2 separate regions of the Oryctolagus cuniculus genome follow, and region 2 is linked to region 1. Evidence: chromatin contacts called from public Hi-C data. All regions are on one chromosome and are shown on one strand. The core of a region is the stretch at or near the end of the contact, and the rest is flanking DNA. Distances in the headings are between cores, read along the strand shown. Region 1 holds the start of LOC103350545 (transcription factor SOX-4). Region 2 overlaps GPR156 (G protein-coupled receptor 156).

What was found. Hi-C and Micro-C count contacts between places; a contact is called where the count stands out from the background.
Region 2: a contact with region 1 is called in a Hi-C map of an unstated tissue, with 1.8 times the contacts expected there. The contact joins the enhancer-like site here to the promoter of LOC103350545 in region 1. A contact is called at or near these places in 3 of 6 Hi-C or Micro-C datasets (embryonic fibroblasts, skin fibroblasts and an unstated tissue).

Annotation. Positions count from the first base shown.
Region 1 is chr4:76,549,876-76,552,575 of mOryCun1.1, reverse strand. It overlaps LOC103350545 (transcription factor SOX-4), which reads right to left and starts at 1,394. Exons shown (of 3, transcript XM_070072191.1): 1 at 184-1,394. The coding sequence starts at 1,394. The coding sequence ends at 411. It overlaps GSK3B (glycogen synthase kinase 3 beta), which reads left to right and starts at 1,605. Exons shown (of 11, transcript XM_002716661.5): 1 at 1,605-1,894. The coding sequence starts at 1,807.
Region 2 is chr4:76,640,739-76,643,438 of mOryCun1.1, reverse strand. All of the region lies in intron 9 of GPR156 (G protein-coupled receptor 156), which reads left to right. Among named protein-coding and RNA genes, the nearest start is that of GSK3B, 91 kb to the right of the region's middle. Within about 2 kb of position 1,353, at least 3 of the 8 cell types and tissues checked have an H3K27ac peak or open chromatin away from gene starts, as enhancers often do.

The DNA of each region.
Region 1 (2,700 bases), core at 145-2,644:
AAGGCCAAACGCCAATCACGCTGCAGCTAGGTCTTGCGATTGGATGGCAGTCAGGGCCCATTGGCCACCGCTAAGGGTTTCGGCCTCCCTCCCTTTCTCTTTCGCCACCCCTCCCGGCTCCAAAGCTTCCGGCCAATGAGACGGCACCTTATAGACATCCTCCCTCCGCTTTCCTCGCCCCACCTTGGCGAGGGGGGAGGTCTTCTGACTGGCCACATGTCCTCGGAAGCCCCCTGCCCTTCGCCAATCATCGAGGGAGGTTCACTCCCAGCGGAGTTTTCCAGCCAATTACGAAGCAGCCCCAACTCGCAGCCCTGCAGCTTCACCAGCGACTCTGGGTTTCACCGTCCTTAACTCTTTAATGCTTATTCGCGAGGGCGACGACTGTGATTGGCCCCTGTTGCCCTCGTCTAATTTGTCCTCCAGCCAGCCACAGAACAAGCCGAATCCACCTTCTTTCCGTTCGGATGCCTTCGGCATTTTCCGCTCTCTAGGCGAGGCTTCCCGGGGGCCCATTCTAATTGGCTCTTCAGGCCGATCGGCTTTTTCCGGGAGGAGCCGTAAAGAAACGACGCCCGTGATTGGCTTCGCTGGGGGTTCGGCTCCGCCGCCGAAGAGGGCGGGCGTTGGGCTCGGCCGGCGATTCCCAGACGCCTGTTACGCGGGCGGCGGGGCGCGGGGCGGTATAAGGCTGGGTGGGGGAGGAAGGAGGCGGAGGACGAGTAGGAGGCGGGGAGAGGGAGGGGGAGGGGGGAAGGCGCTAGGCGGCTGCGCAGACGGAGCTCCTCACACAGAGCAGCCCCCGACCCGGGCGAATGCGGGTTTGTGCTGCCGCTGCCGCTGCCGCCGCCGCCGCCCGGGCCGAGTGACAAAGGAAGGAAGGAAGCGAGGAGGAGCCGGCCCCGCAGCCGCTGACAGGGCTCCGGACTGGGGGCACAGCACGGACACTTCCTCAGCGGACACGGAGCTGAGGCGCGGGGCGTGAGGGCGGCCGCGCTGGTGCTTTGGACGGGGGAGGGGGCCCCGAGGGAGACGGAAGCGGTTGCCGGGTTCCCATGTCCCCGGCGTATGGGGAGCAGTCGAGGAGCCGCTGCCTGGGGTCTGAAGGGAGCTGCCTCCGCCACCGCCGCCGCCATGGCCGCTGGATCCAGCCGCCGCCTGCAGCTGCTCCTGGCGCAATGAGGAGAGGAGCCGCCGCCGCCGCCCGCCTCTGACTGACTCGCGACGCCGCCGCCCTCCAGGACGCCGGGCCCCCGCCGGATCCCGCCGCTGCCGGAGCCGCAGCGTTTCCCGTCGCATCTCCGAGCCGCCCCCTCCCTCTCCCTCCCTCCTTCCCATCCCCCCTTCTCTTCAAGCGTGAGACTCGTGATCCTTCCGCCGCTTCCCTTCTTCATTGACTCGGAAAAAAATCCCCGAGGAAAATATAAAATCCAAAGTACTTATTTTCAATCAAGTATTTGTCCCCATTTCACGTGATTTTTTTTAAGGAGTCCCCCCTCCCAGGAAAGGGAGGGGAAAGAATTGTGTTTTTTTTTTCCCCTCCCCCAGCCCCAAATCATCTATATGTTAAATATCCGTACGGATCCGTCTTGAAGGAGAATACATCGCTCGTGTTTTTTTTTTTTTTTTTTTTTTTTTTAATATAGCTATACAAAAGAAGTGAAAAGCCAAGAGGACGAAGTCTTTTTTTTTCCTTTCTTGTGGGAGAACTTAATGCTGCATTTATCATTAACCTAACACCCCAATATAAAACAAAAGGAAGAAAAGGAGGAAGGAAGGAAAAGGTGATTCGGGAAGAGAGTGATCATGTCAGGGCGGCCCAGAACCACCTCCTTTGCGGAGAGCTGCAAGCCAGTGCAGCAGCCTTCAGCTTTTGGCAGCATGAAAGTTAGCAGTGAGTATTGATTTTATTTTACACCCCTTCTCCGTCTCACCCCTAAAATAAGCAACCTCGAAGTCCTAGAACCTTAACATACTAGACCTGATGGAACACTCACCAGAGCTAATGGAAAAGAGCAAGACCTGTCTTCAGTCGAGGATGAGGCAGCTCCCTCTTTTCTCCTCCCATAACCCCCTCCCTCGGTCTCATTAACCTTGAGTTCAGAGAGTACGATTTTTATTTCGATGATTCGATTTGAAACGTTTCTTGTGCTTTCCTTGCTACTGATGGTCGCCTTTATCCAGTGCTTGGGTGTTTCCACTTGGAAATTGTGATGGAAGCGTTTGCTTGCCGACCCTTTTGAATAAAGAGGACTAAACGACTCATAAACCATTATGTGCATTTGCAGAGTGTTTGTCTTTTGGAACGAGGGAGGAAATTCTGGTTAGCTCAAGTCTCGGGTTATCACAGCTTTGTGTACTTCATGGAGACATGAAATGTCCCAGTCTCCTAACGTTTCTCTTCGTGCTGGTGTAACTATACAAAGTATTTGTTCTTAACCTGGGGATGAACTTGCTCAGTAACCAGCATTCATGTGTGGAGGTGATCATCGCTCCCTCCCTTTACAAGGGGCTGATGGGAACAGATAAATATCCAGCAGCAGTAGCATCTCCAAATACATTGTCTTGAATTGGATAAGTGGTTTAATCTGTTATCTCTTAACCTTCCTGTTTTGGCATTACCAATCTGCCACCATATAATTTGTTTAATCAAAAGGTAACTTGGAAGGAGGTCCAAGTTTTGATTGAGGCGTATGTTGT
Region 2 (2,700 bases), core at 104-2,603, 91 kb before region 1:
GTGACCATGAGGGAAAGACTAAGAGAATAAACACACACACACACACACATAAAATATAGCTTTTCCCATGGAGGAATATAAATTCATGGGGAAAAGACCTGTGAAGAGAGTCTGAGGTCCACAAAAAGAGGACCACAAGTGTCTGAATATTGGCAGAAATCTCCTTCCTCTGAAATATACATTTTTAGAAGGCATCTGGTTTGTCTTATCAGTAAGATTCAAAGGATGTTGCCTCTCTTCAATGACAACAAGCACCGTACAAAGGACAAAATCTTAGATAATGTAATATTGAATAAGAATGAAAGATATGGTACTAAATTTAAACCCTCAACAGAAGCTTTGAATAGGCAATGGGTCACTACAACAATATCCAGCTACTAAGTAATTCAAGGAAACAAAGCAAGACTAGCAGAGATGAGAGACTAAGTAAGAAATATAGAGAGCAGATCTATAAATAGAATTTAGAGTGAAAGGAGTCTCTGAAAGAGAACACTGTCACTGGGACAGAAGCAACCATCAAGGAACTATTAGAAGAAAGCCTCCTTGATCTGAAACACGATTGCCGTCTGGGAGTGGAGTAAACCAGCAACTACGGGCACAGCCTTGCTCATGCTCCTCTCTCTACCCTCTCCTCTCCCCACTGCCCGCTTGTCCCCGAGGCCTCGCCTCCTGACATCCGTTTCCTCTGGGTCTGAATCTCAGCCCTAGGACAATAGGGCTTTCTTGGTGTACTCCCACAGCACACAGACACAAAAATGCAGGGCCAAGTGTGGCTTGAACTCTGACTTCCAGGTCTGAATTAAGCACCAACAAGCTGTTGATTTGGGGTGGGGGAGGGGGTACAGGACCTGGAGAATACACAGAGCTCGCCTTTCTCACTCCCTCTCTCTGCCTGGCTTCTACTTTTCCTCCATGGCTTGCTTTCTCTTACTCCACCCTTTCTCTGTCCATTCTCATAATTCTTTTCCTTTTGAGTTGAGCTTGATGTAAAACTAAAAAACACATCTTACAGTCTGCTGTATGTTGGTGTAGGATGCAAGTTCCTTTTCAATATGTGAACGTGTCACTGTGGTTTGTCCCTTTATTGATTTGCCCCTCTGGCTCGGAGGACTTTGATATAGAAGAGCAGTTCTCCCTGTGAGCCTTGCACTGTGTATTCCCAAAAAAGTAGGACACTGGGTAAATTTGGAAACACGTGCAAGGAGAGCTATGTGGAGGGCTGGGGCGGTGGTTTGCAGTGAGGCGGACTCCTTGCCCCAGAGCCCTCAGACTGCACTGTGATGGGAGGGGTTTGTAAAAGCAAAGGCATGGATACCCCCCAGGACAGCTAGGCGGTGCTAGAGAGCTGGGTGAAATGGATGACAATGCAGCAAGTGGACCACTCAGGAAATGCCTAAGTGTTTATGCCAAGCGCTGAGGTCATCCCAGCAATCAGGCCGCCTCTGCTCTTTAAACCTGAGTGTGACCCATACCTCCACCCGCCACTCCCTCTCAGAGGCAGCAGGGTCCTGAGGCAGGCTGTTGCTTTCTCCTCTAACCCCTAAAGTGTTTTCACTGGCTCCTCCATGAACTCAGGGCTTTTCACCTTGCCTAATGGCAATGGATGTGCCAGCACCCCTACCAGACCAGTGAGCTTTTTAAAGCTCATTTGTTCATTTGCCCTTCCACCCATCCATTAATTGCTGGCTATGTGCAGCTAAACCCATGGCCCCACCTCTAAGTCACAATACACGTGTTCAGTGCTACACAAGGCCAAGAAGAGTGCAGCCAGACTCCCTGGGAACTGGGGTGTTTGAGGTCAGCCTGGAAGGGCTAACGAGAGTTCAGTGAGCACGTGGAGGGAGGACAGCGGGTGGAAGAGCAGGTGGGACAGCACCGCAACCAGCAGCAGAGAGGGCTGGGGGCGGCCTGTTATGAATGCGTGCTTGGAGACCACAAGTCTGCTGAGCTTGAAGCACAGAGGGAAATAAGGGGGGATTGGCAGAAGAGGAGGGGGCTCCTGCAGTGAGCCTCCTGTCCGTGTGCCCCGCTAAGGACTTCATATTTAGTCTATGGCATCAGTGTCCCATGGCTGCCGCCCAGACTCGGGGGCTTAGCACAGCACGTATCTATCGTCTTTCAGTTCTGGAGGTCAGAGTCTGGAATGGACAAAGGCCTGCCCCCCTTCAGAAGACGCTAGGGGAAAGCCCGGTCCTTGTCTCTCCCAGCTTCTGGAGAACTCCTGCGTCTGTCGGCTCACTGCCCCCTCCTCCACCTTCTGAGCCAGCCAAGTGGCATGTTCACATCTCTCTCTCTCTCTCTCTCTCTCTCTCTCTCTCTCTGGGGCCTGTTCCCATTGTCACACCTCCTCCGACTCTGACCCTCCTGCCTCCCTCTTCTAAGCACTACTCTGGCTAATCCAGAGTAGCCGCCCCATCTCACCACCCTTAACTTAATCCTGCTTACACCATTCCTTTGACTGTGTGAGATAATGCATTCCCAGAGCCCCAGAATCAGGAGGTGAGCGAGCATCTTTCAGGCCATTACTCATCCTATCTCGCCCACAGAGCTCACAGGCTGTGAAAACAAGAACCTGCCGGTCCCTCTAGAGAGGCCCTGGACATGGTACAGGAGGGTCATGTAGGTCTGTATCCCAGAAACACTGAAGGGTCCAGTCTCAGGAGCCAGGATCTTCCCCCAGCTAGGAATTAAGGGAGGCTG